Regions from separate parts of the Anas platyrhynchos genome. Here region 2 is linked to region 1. A link is a contact called in public Hi-C data. All regions are on one chromosome and are shown on one strand. Each heading gives the region's core, a stretch centred on a gene start, on an enhancer-like site or on the middle of the called end of the contact. The rest is flanking DNA. Distances are from core to core; before and after follow the strand shown. Region 1 overlaps SKAP2 (src kinase associated phosphoprotein 2). Region 2 has its middle 110 kb from the start of CBX3.

Evidence for each region. Hi-C and Micro-C count contacts between places; a contact is called where the count stands out from the background.
Region 2: a Hi-C map of skeletal muscle shows a contact between it and region 1, with 3 times the contacts expected there. The contact joins two enhancer-like sites. A contact is called at or near these places in 3 of 8 Hi-C or Micro-C datasets (skeletal muscle, small yellow follicle and subcutaneous adipose tissue).

The regions. Positions count from the first base shown.
Region 1 is chr2:124,721,809-124,728,015 of IASCAAS_PekinDuck_T2T, forward strand. It overlaps SKAP2 (src kinase associated phosphoprotein 2), which reads left to right. Exons shown (of 13, transcript XM_027450966.3): 12 at 244-345; 13 at 785-3,272. The coding sequence ends at 336. Among named protein-coding and RNA genes, the nearest start is that of SKAP2, 120 kb to the left of the region's middle. Within about 2 kb of position 2,478, at least 1 of the 8 cell types and tissues checked has an H3K27ac peak or open chromatin away from gene starts, as enhancers often do.
Region 2 is chr2:125,046,618-125,052,824 of IASCAAS_PekinDuck_T2T, forward strand. No RefSeq gene overlaps it. Among named protein-coding and RNA genes, the nearest start is that of CBX3, 110 kb to the left of the region's middle. Within about 2 kb of position 2,949, at least 1 of the 8 cell types and tissues checked has an H3K27ac peak or open chromatin away from gene starts, as enhancers often do.

The DNA.
Region 1 (6,207 bases), core at 1,228-3,727:
TGTAGAGAATTGTGGCCATGATTAAGAAATTTTCTTGAGCATGCCAGGCCTTTTTAAAATTTAACTTCTATCCTTGCCTAACTCTGTCTGTGAATGCCTCTAACAAAAAGATATAATGTTTTAATTTTCAGTTGAAATGATAACAACTGTATATAAGAGAGAGCATCCATAAGGAGTTGCATACAAAACTCTATTGCATTTATATCAGACTAAAGGTTAATATTGCATATTGTTTTCAATTAGGAGTACAATAGATTTGGCTGGTGGGTAGGAGAAATGAAGGGAACCATTGGCTTGGTGCCTAAAGCCTACATAATGGAGATGTATGATATTTGAGAGGCCTGGGTAAGTACATTTTAATCCAATCTTCTGTAATGGCTTATATGTTCCCTTGTTCTCTGTTTCATAAGTATTTCTTTCCTGGAACCTTTGTAGAGTCCTGTTAACATAAAGATTATGGCAAAATATATTGAAGGTTCAATTAAAGCACTTCTGGGATTCTGTATGAAATATTAAACCACAGTGTACAAAAGATGATGTATTTTATAACTACAGTTCTCTTCCAGATATGTATGTATATGTATGTATATGTATCTATATGTATGTATATGTATATTGGGTGAAACAAAGTTGGTGTGCTTTCTAGTTAGTTTTGCTACTTCAGTAATATGTACGTATCTGTGCAGAAATCTGTGGAAGGGGATAAGTATTTGGACTGAGTTTTATACGTGTGTTTTAGTTTTTTTGTTAATGATATGCTTTCAACTTCCCTTTCCCTAATCAGGCGAAATCTGCACTTGAAATCAAGAGTGGTGTACAGCTGCAGTTTACAGACCCGACCTCTGGAAGAAGATTGTGCCGTACACATTTTGTGGTTTCAGCAAACGTAGTCAGATCATTGCCTCGTATATATTAAACATTAAAAACTGTAATTGATTATAATTCCACGGAAATGTTCTTCTTAGTCACTTTTTATAGAATTGTAATGCTAGGAAATGAAATCCATGGTAATTCACATATGGAGCACAAGCAGTCAAATAGTGCCTGTTGCTCTTTTCTTAAGCATAATAGCAGCACTCTGTATTGCTATACATTTGTGTTCTTTCAGGGAGTTTGGCTGTGTTTACCTGTTACTCAGATTTAAAAAAATTAAGCTGGACTTCAAAAGTAGAAAACTATTGCACAGTTCGTACATGAATTAACTGTTTCATGTAGTAGTTCACTGTACATTTTTTTGCAGTTTTTATGAAAATCAAAGGAAATTTCTGTGTACTATTTTAAGTCTTCAAAGTATTCTGCTTCCAAGTGTGTTTTTTGTTTGGTTGTTTTTTGGTTTTGTTTTGTTTCAGTTTCAGCCAATGATTTATTTTTTTCTATATTTAGCTTTGTTAATGTTAATGACTGTTACGGTACTACAAAATGAAGGCTTGGCTCTTTTGCTGATGTAAATCTGTCTACGTGGGGTAATACTGTGCTGATAGCATTGTGACTTGGAGGTATGAATTTTGTGAAAATTTGGCAAAGATAATGTATTAAAGACAACAGTTTTTGGTAAGCCAACATGAGATAAAAAGTAGATGAGTGATTTTGTGGGTGGTGAAATGCTATTTTTTTTATCTCTACCTTGCTTGTACTTTCCACAGAGTAAAATCTGCATACCCTGTTGTGTGGAATTTCTGATGCAAGTTGTTCAACAGACATCTTCAGCTCTGAGTTAAAAAGGGCTGTGCCTGCATTCTTAGTGTCAGGACTTTGTGGCTATGAGCATCAGTTGAAACATTAAAAAAAAAAAGTAGATAAATATTTTCACTTGTGAACAAGGAGTTGGACAAGGTAGAGTTAATTAAACCTCTCCTTTTGGAGATGTGTTCGACTAGTAGCATGGAAGATCAGCTTTTTTTGAATCCTCCCCCAGACTTGATTTGTGGGCCCCTTAATCTGCCAAGGAGGCAGGTCAGGCCAGTCTGAGGCTTGCTGAGCCTGTGCAGGTCCCCCTGTAGCTGCTTGTGCTGTTTATGCTTCAGGCAGGCCCTGGGAACACTGTGGGTTAAAGGGTAACGTTAGCCTAAACTCAGGGCTAGGTCCTTTTAATAAGCTCAGGTGCTGTGCTTGTTTTAGGTCATTTCTGGTACTTCCTAGTACACTGGATCCTAACAGGAATCAACGAAGGTACAGAGTTTTGGTATATATTTTTAAAAAAGAGATACTCATTGCGATTTATTCTGGACGTTATCAGTGACGCATTCAAAGGATAGATTAGAGTCTTCAGCTCTCGTGCTACTTTATCAAGTCTACTTGGGGCTTGTGCACAGAAGGTAAGGCCTTAATGCCACAGCCATAAACCCCCTTCTCCCTCGTTAACACCCCACACCTCTGCGCCCCGAGCTGCTTTTCCTTTTCCCGGCGCCCCAAATTCCCGCACCGCCTAGCTTTTGGGGGTGAACCCTCCTTCATCGGCCGAGGCGAACGCGGTCCGTGGGCAGGTGTGCTTGGAAAAGGCAAAAAGGGGCTGGGAGAGGGGGCGGCTGCTGCGCGCATCCCTGCGCCGCGCATCCCCGCGCATCCCTGCGCATCCCTGCGCATCCCTGCGCTGCGCGCCCGCGGCGGCAGGTGGCAGCAACTTTTCGCCGGCACCGGGAGGAGCCCGGCTCGGCCCCGGCCCCCTTCCCCCTCCCCTCGTCCCCGCCGCCGCTTTTTGCCTTTTTTCCAGGAGAGGGAGTCCTTCGCCAACGGATGGGCACCCGGCCCGCCGAGCTCCCTCCTCCCGGCTGGCGGCAGCGGGAGGAATAAAGTGCCTTTTGTCTGCGGAGCGGCTCGGGGGTTCTGCCCCCCTTCTCGGGCATGGGGGGGGGGAGGTAAACGAGCTGCCTTAAAACCCGAGACCTAACAGAAAGCTGCTCGGAAAGTCACCGCGAGTGTCTCGAATAAAGCAGCGGTGGAGCGCGGGCGGGTTGTTTGCTTTAAATCCGTGCAGCCGCCGTAACCTTTTTTGGCTAAGAAAACCTTCGCTGGTGCTACTTAAACAAATCTCGGTGTTAGAAAATGCTAATCGCTTCATTTTCATTGTTTGCTTAGGTTGCGCTCGCCTTTCTGTGAACAGCCAGGCAGCTAATTTTTTAAAAAGGTGGTTGTGAGTCATATTTTGTACAGCGTTTTACTTGATTATTTGCTCTGTTCTGAATTTGTACTATACTGCCATTAGATCTTACAATAATGTTCTACTCTGCAAATTTTTAAGGTTCAAATAAAGTTTAATTGTTTGCAAACTGTTATGATGCTAATAATTCAACAGCCTGCTGTGTTACTAATGAAATTACTTTGTTATGATTAATTTGGAAAATAGTGTGTTGATTGTAGTAATTAAGCACAACAAGGTGAAGTAAATGATTCTAATGCCATCTGGCCTCCAGACTGAATGAAGAAATGAAATGGGGCTGTCATTTGAATTTATTCAGAGAAGTAAGGGTAATACAAATGCTTTTTATAGCAGAGGCGCCCAGATATAACCACGCCACTCCGGTACTTTTTCATGTACTTCTACATACAGATAACTGGTTCACATATTTGACCAGCACCTAGTTAGGATTTACCTCTTTGTACGTACTGCCACCAATTACATGTTCCAGTAGTAGTGTATGCACCAGCTCTTCCATCAGCGAGATCAGTTGATGTGCATCAGCTTACTTTTATTCTCCCCTCTTCATGATAAAAACTTTTGTTGACTGGAATTAAGCTGAATGTGAATACTAATTAAGATCCCATTCTATATTTAAAGCCAGATGCATGAACTTTGTTTGTTTTTGCTTTGCAGTTTGCGAGCGATGCAGAATTAGGAGGAGGATAAAGAATAACCCTTTAGAACCTGATCCAAAAACTGCTGGAACTGAAGAACTGTTGAATTCAGTTTCTCTAGGATCAGGCTCCCCAAACAGTAGCTCAAAACCAGGCCCTACAGTTTTCAAAATGTCTTTTGCGAAATACTTTGTCCTCTTTCTTAAAAGGACGCAATTATTTCCATAACCTGAACTAAATAAAAGAGATGCACTGAATTTTCTGTAGCGAAAAGATGGAAATTCATTTTTTTCTATTACAGGTAAAGAAAAATGAAGTTGTGGGTGTAAATGAGAATCCTGGTTTGATAAAGCTCACTGGGATCTGTAGGAAAGCTGTAAAATATTAAAACATGGGATGAAAGTACCCAGGTAGATGACAAAGGCGTACACTTCAGCTGCATGAGCCATTTGATGTTTCTCTCATCTCCTTCCCTCAAGTTGATGAAAAATTTATTAATATGGAAACTGGGGGAATAAGTGTATGCATAGAAACCTTGTAAACAACTTTCCACTTTACATAGCACAATGTACTGATAAACTGTAAAACCTTCACTTACCAGGGTTTCTCTGGGGCTGACATCTCTCAGACAGATGTCTGTTTCATTCCATCTTTATTTGGAAAAACACTGTCATTGAGCTCAGTGAAGAGCGCTCTGCCAAATCTACATCTCTGTTTCAGAGTGCATTTCCCACCCTACAGCCCATGTTATTTTGTGAGGGGTCAACAGCAACCAACTTCAAACCACAGATTTAAATTAAAGGGTTTAAGCTGAGTTATAAGTGCAGTATTTCATGCTCCTGGAATGAAACTGTGACTTGGCCAGTCTCTCCTTGCTACGGGAAGAAGGAAAGGGAGGCCAAGATGATTACTGGATGGGCAGGTCAAAGAGATGCTCCTTTTCTAAGCCAACTGAGTTGTGCCAAGGAGTATATATTTCTTTTCCCCCCCCCTTTACATTGTAAACCACAACATGTAATGATAAGCTGTAAATCATTGTGTTGTAGCCTTTTATGGATTTGTTTAGGAATGATTTTGTAATAGGATCTAGGCAATTCTGTTTGTGCTGTGTGGAATTCGTAGTCAACACCCCATGAAGATAAATCCACAGGGAGCTGGATCCAAAGCAAAGTAGAAGAATAACCACTGCACCTGAAAGGTATACCAACACAAGTCAATTTTAAAATTGGAAATGCCAGCTTCTTTTCACCCTTTGGGAAGGAGCAAGTCTTAATTAACAGGAAAACCACTAAAAATCCAGTGTCCTCTTGTAGCAACGTGTGAGAGAATAAAGCACTGCAGTGTAGTCAGTCTGAGAAGAGCTGCTGGTGGAGACAGATGTTTTTTAAATGCAATTTAAACTATGTCCAATATTTTTTTCTATAGCAAACTGGTGGGTTTGAGCTTTTATCCTGGAGTAGTCTCAGTGTCTCACAACCTGTAGAACAAACTTTCTCTCATCCTCTGCTATGAAGCAAGTGTTACTTTATAAAGATTTTTGATGCCTAATGAGCATTTTACAGCAATACTTTAAAGTTTATGCTGTGAGATGAAAAAAAAAACTCGTACATTCAGTTACTGCGGGAGGATTTATGTTGGCAGAAGAGAATAACCAGTCTGGCTACTTCATCTGCTGTAATTGCTTGTATACTTATAAATATTGCCATGGGATTTTCAATGGCCACAAGCAATTGGGATTTCAGTTTTTATACCTTGTGCTATGAGACGGGGTGTGCAGCACCACACAGCTGACCCCCGTACAGAACCACTTGGGTTAAAGGGAAAAGTATTACCCAGGATCATTATCAATCTTTCAAACGCCAGCAGCGCAGAAGTGTGCCTTTGCAGTCTCCCACCCAAGAGCTGACATGGCCCAATGCTGCTTTTTAATAGTCAAATCTAATAGGGTCAGCATGCGAAGAGCAGCGCGCAGACAGTCTGACAGGCGTGGGCAATGCAGTTTATTCGGTGGCAGTCTTCAGCCTCTGAGACTTATTTCAGTTTGGAAAGGGAAAAGATGAAATCTGTGAACAGTTGTGTGGCATCAGGGAAGCGGAGGGACCTCCTTCCTTCTCTGCCGCTCTGTTCTGTGAGGGCTGTCATTCTTTCCTTATAGTTAAATCAAAAGCAGCCAGGCCTAAGTGCACATTTATGTATGGGAAGGAGGGTGTTTTTTTAAGCTTTAAAAAAAATCTATTTGTTTAAAGGTTCTTGTTTAGGAACTTGATAGTTCTATATCCACTGTGATAGTTTTATAAATGTATTATGTCAGGTGCCTAGTAACAAACACTCTATGTCTTTATGACACTATTTTTTGTTTGCCTCTACCAATAAAACACTCTGGGCTTTTTTTCTTTTTCTCTTTTGTTTTCTCTT
Region 2 (6,207 bases), core at 1,699-4,198, 330 kb after region 1:
CAAAGTTATGAGGCCAAACCAGTAACAGACATGGCTGCAGACCTGTGGAGGTGATGTATCCCACCGAGGCAGCCTTGCCAGTGTTTTCTCTTCAGATTTGAAAAAACTGACTGGTTCTGATGTTGGCTTTTTCAGTGGTAAGTGCCGAGTAGGGCAAGCACAACGGGCCCAGGTGTTTGCTTCCCTTTAGCAAAAATGGTGTTCTAAAAAAGCTTCTATTTCCAAAATACAGCACTGGAAATTATTCTCTAAACTTTGAGACTTAATGTGATTGTGGTTCTTTTTTCAGCAGATTTGAGAAATTGCTATTTCACTTCAGCAAGAATTGTTATTCTGCTTCAAAAGAAATTTGTCACTTCCAACTATAGGAAGACTGGCAGAAAAAAAGTGAGCAAAAGTGTCAGTCTTTGCTAGCTAAGAACCAGCCTCACGCTACCAAACCACCCCTCCGGTTACCTTCCAACTCACATTTTTGCAAAGAGGATAGCAATCTGCTGGGCAACTGTTTTACGGAAACACGAAGCAAAAATATCAAGTAACTGCTGCTCTCCTAAGCTGCCCTGGTCAGGCAATTCAAACCTAGCCCTAATACTGTGCATGTTGTTTTGGTTACTTGTTACTCCTTGAAAACTGCAATGGAGTGGATAAAGAAATAACTTTTGTGCTATTTGCACTGTCATTTTCTGAATTTCACATTTGCACGTGGAAAACCATCTTCACAGAAACTAGTTCTTTCTGAGAAGAAATTGTGACATATCTGCTCGCTTGATTGGGGGTTATGTGTAGGTTTATTTTGCTTGTGTTTTGTGTGAATATTCAGATGATACAAGGAGGACTAAATGAATACCTAGAAGTACTGAATTATTAGGCTTACATACGGTTCTCCACTCATCATTCAACTGTTAAATGCCCTATTATCCACTCAGAAAGCAAAAACAATACCCTGTGGATAATCATACATTATAAGCTGCAAGATAATTATTGTCATGAGCATTTTGTTAGCTGCACAGATACCATGCTTCTCAGTTCATAAATATCTTTTTGGTATAAAACAAATGACTTTACAGGCTTCGGAAGGGATTTGGCTTAACAGAAACTTCCTTGACTGACTCAGAAGAAAGTGCTGAAGGATGTCTGCTCTTCACAGTCTTACCCAAGCCTTACATTTGCTCTTTGGAGATGGTACTTGTGGATGAGTCAGAAGGGCAGTGCCCTCAGATGTCTCTGGATCTGGATCACAAGGATACAAGGGGAGGGACTCTTTGTCAGGGAGTGTAATGATAGGACAAGGAGTAATGGTTTTAAACTAAAAAAGGGTAGATTTAGTTTGGATATTTAGAAGAAATTTTTTACTCTGAGGGTGGTGAGGCACTGGAACAGGCTACCCAGAGAAGCTGTGGATGCCCCATCCCTGGAGGTGCTCAAGGCCAGGCTGGATGGGGCTTTGGGCAACCTGGTCCGGAGGAAGGTGTACCTGCCCATGGCAGGGGGTTGGAACTGGATGGTCTTTAAGGTCCCTTCCAACCCAAACCACTCCATGATTCTATGACTTTTCTTTGCATGTACAGGCTGTTGTGTCTCAGCCCTTGGTCTCTGGAATGGGTGTGAGACAAGGTCTCCTCAGCCCACCAGGCAGTGATTTGGTGTTCTGCACCTCACCATCGTTAGCTGGAGTCAAATCAGCAGGTCTTTTTGGACAGTCTCAAGCAGTTGTTCCAGAGCAGTACTTTCTTATCACACTGTCCTACATTTACTAGCCAGGGATCAAAACCCTGCATTTCTTTTCCACCTGAGCCACCTTGTGGGCCCTCTTCCTATAGCTAAAATGTTATTTTTGAGAGAAAATATATCAATCATGGTGTATATTTCAGAAAACAGTAATGGAAGCTGATAGAGATGAAAGCACATTGGGGTTGGACCCATCACTGCTTGATCACCAGGCTCTTTAACTACTTCTGTGAAAAGAATTGGCCTGGTTATGATGTAGTCCCTAGCAGGCCAGCAGCCTGCATACACACATAAATAAAATAAAATAAAATAAAATAAAATAAAATAAAATAAAATAAAATAAAATAAAATAAAATAAAATAAAATAAAATAAAATAAAATAAAATAAAATAAAATAAAATAAAATAAAATAAATAAAAAAGAGTACCCAGACTGCCCCAGCAGACATGGTGTGCTGGGTTCACACTGGTGGGTGCAAGAAAGTGATGATATGGGTGCAGGAACAGATTATTCTTGATTATTCCAGATTCTGTCAGGAGTCTATTGGGAAATAAATTCACTGAAGTCCCAGAACAGATTTTCTCAACACTGCTCTCACAGCAGGAGGAAATCCGGGAGGTCACTGAATTAGGCTTAATGTTCTCTCCCAGCCTGTGACAGAGAAGCCTTTCCTATCTGTGGAGGTGGGAATCATCTGTTAGGGTGCTGCCCTCTTTATTGTACGAAATGTCTCAAATGGTGCCCCGAGGGCATATATATATACCCAGTGCAGGGTAACCACGCAGTCGGTCCGTATGAAATGGTTTTGCAAGGAACGGAGTGAAGGGAATTGTTTAACAGGGCAGGACTTCTATGCTCATCACAGCCACCTGAGGCATTGTATTTTTTTTTTTTTTTTTTCACAAGCAAAGGGCATTCAGATGCTCTGAATCCTCACATTTCTGAATCACATGTAACACAAGTCGGATGAACAATGCCAGTCCCCAGGAGCCAACGTGTTGTGCCCCTCCCTGGCCACAAACCTCCTCTGACCTGCTAACACCAGATCTCCAGCTCCTTGGGAGAGATGCAGGACAGAAGAGACCTGTTGATGGAGATTTTCCACGTGTGAACAGGCCTGACAGCAGCCAGAGGTGATGGAGATGCTCTGAACAGACACACAGGAGCAGGGAGAGTTTGGCTGCACTCTCAAGGCTGAGGCATCACAAAAACACTCCTGCACTGCGCCTGAAGCACGCCAAGCCCCAGGTTTGGCAGGAGGCGAGGGGTGGGAGCTCCAAAGGTTTATTTATTAAGTTTCTCGATGGGCTGCTCTCTGGGCTGTCGGGCAGGCGGGCGGGGAGCTCTGACAGATGCTGGCCGCGCTGCCACCATGTAGCCATTCCCCATTCATTACTTCAGTGACGGGCAGGAGCAAAGCCTCGCTCAGCCCAGTGCCAAGTGATGCAGGGTTAGTGCTCGGCTTGCTGCACTTCAGTGGCACGTCCTGTGGCTGGGGCAGTTCCAGTCCTGGCTTGAGGAATTTATCAGCACAAAACCAAATGATGGTCGTATTTTTCTGTTTATTTTGCATTTTTCAGGGTCACTGTGCAGATTTCTCAACTTGAACAGGAGAAAGCCTGGCCTCAAACCCTCACCGTGCAGGCAGGGAAATGGGCTCTGGCTGCAAGAAATCCTGGAGCACGGGAAACGTGTCCTTTTGGCTATCAGGATGGGCAGCCCTGTCACTGCCCAGGGTGTAAAACAGCTCTTGGGCATTGCTCCCTGGTCCTGCTGGCTGGATCCATGGGGAAAAGGGACTGCTAGGGCAGCTGGAGAGAAATGAGAGACTGCAGCTCGGATAAGGTGCCAGTTCCTCAGTGTGCTAGCCTGAATACCTATTTATGTGAGCATATGTCATTGCACAAGCATTTCTTTCTGTATCAGAATAAGAAATTCAGTTTTAGATTAAAGGTAAAGCAAAAGTGTTTCCTGGGCTCTGATTTGAGCTTCTGGGCTCCTCCCTCAGCATCTGCTGATAGGGGTAAGCCCTAAAACACAGAATGAGCCACTTTTCTTTAGCTGTCGCATTACCAACACAACGACTAGGTCTCTGACAGCTGCACAGCACACGGAAAATATGGCATTTTAAAAGGTTTCTTTACGAAGCCAAAGCTTCACTTTATATTGGAGTAAACCTGGCATAGCATCGCTGCCTGCCTGTCACTGCTTGCCTGCCCATACCTAAGGGCAGGCTTTGCTCCGTGCCCTAGAAAGATTCGGGTTTCAAATTAATTTGTGCCTTTATGAAAAGAACAACAGCTCACAAATATTCTGGGCCAAACTTGAGATGATTGCCTGATGAGATAATAAGCTGCTAGTGCTCTAACCTGACAGTATCACTACATTGTTATGTTCCCGAACAATACTGCATTGTGGAAACAAAACACACGGGCTGTTATCCGTCAGCCAGCAGTGCGGGAATAAAGTTATTTAACTCTCAGAAGCACAAGGATCAGTATCAGAGGGTATGGAACAGAAATGGACAGCCAGGCCATGATGGTTAATTAATTTTAAATTACTCTCAGTTTATAACTGGCCAGACTTAAACAATGTAAAAGTGACAGCACATGGTGAGTACGATTGGTCTGATTTCCCAAAGTCCAAAAGAGGCATCTTAGGAAGACCACGGCAAGCTAAGGAATGCACACACAAACATTCGCTTTTAAAAGCAGTTCTTATTTATCTACTTATTTATTTTGCTCGTGTTGCTGGCTAAAATAAAAAGGCTCTGTGCAATTACAGCACACGGTCTGTGTTCCTAAGGCTCAGACCTCAGCCTTTTAAATTGTAGCAATCTGGGACTGTTTCAATCTGGGACTGGTTTTGGGAAATGCACATTTAATTTGCATTTCTCCTTTTGGATTTGCACAGATACCATTTGGCCCAGGCACTGCTGAAGCCGCTGGCTCAGGCCCATACATTTTTCTCGACATGTTCACGCACAGCTGGGTCAGGCGGACTTTTACCAGAGCAGCTTTTACTTTTTAAATCAGGAAAAGGCGCAGCAACAGGAACACGACCCCTCCAGAGCGAGCTCCGTGCGTGCCCACCTCTAAAGCTCGGGATGCGCAGAGCTGGACCCGGGCGCGGCCAGGGACGCGCAGTACTTACTTACCGCTAATTACTGCCTAATTACCAAGGGGTAACGCGAGGGGGGCAGACACGGAGCAGCCGCGCGGGGCGGGGGCAGGCGCAGGGTTTGCGCCGGGCGTTGCGCGGTCGCGCAGCGCCCCCTGCCGCCCGCCCACCGCCCTGCGCGCCCGCGCAGCGCCCACCCGCGCCCCCGGCAGCCAAGGGGGGCAAAGCCCACCCCGGGCTGTGTCCAGCTTGAGGTTTTTTTTTTGGGGTGGGAAGCGGAAAGGTGAGAGCTGGCCCGCAGCGCAGCTCGCCGTGGGGGCGCGCAGGGAGGTCCCGTGCGCTGCTTGAGTGGTCCGGGTGGTGGGGATGGAAAGGGACCGACCCCATGCACCTACATAATAAAAGGGATGCTCCCTATCACGTCTGCATCAAAAGGCTACGGGGAGTGCCCTTGGGTTGTCACTGCACCCAGTGCTGGTCTGCAGCCTGGTTCCTGCAAGGTCAGAGGGGCAGCTCTTCCACACAGGCAAATAAATGACACGCTTACTGTACAAAACATCCCTCACTGCACAATCCCATCTCATCTGAGACCATGCCAGATTTTGGTAAGTGAAATGCGCCAGCCCTACCTAGCATACAGCCCGGTCTCTGCCAAGGTACCTGCCCCTCCATGGCCTGCTGCCTTATAAATCATGTTTTCTTATGTATTTATTTATTTATTTCTGCATTGCAAGGGTGTACTGCAGATTTATAAAACATTTAAGAGCCGGTGGTTAATGTTTCATCTGTTCATGAATATCCCGAGGGACCAAAGTATTGTTTAATCTTCTACTAAACTAACCATGATTTATACAAAAGTTGTCTGAAGTGTTTTTCTTTTATTAGCAACACCATCGTGTGTCAAGAGCAGAACCTAGATTTATCTACTGTTCGTGCTGCTCGTATAATACACAATGCTGTGTGCATTGAGTAAGGAATAAAAAAAAAGTAAATATTGCTCCTGCTGAGTGAGGATCTATGGATAGATGGCTTCATCTCCGAGGGGGTTTGGACACAGACCAACATACCCCAGCCACAGCAGTTAATAAAGCCCTGAGTGTGCTAAAGGTCTGAAGCACTCCTTGCCTCTGAAGTGGCTTAGCAAGTCAAAATGAAAGGCTGTGGAAACAAAACAAAACAAAACATACAAAAAAAAAAGTTTTGGTTGTCCCTTCTGGCTGCCAGAGCGCTTGGGCTTGTCCATGCAGCTCAGGTTGGAGATCCTAAATGGGGAACACTAAAAAACAGCTCCTTTTGGGAACCTGGTTTAGAAAGCAGTATTTAAACTGGCCATCTGTACTGACAAATTTGAGCAATTGT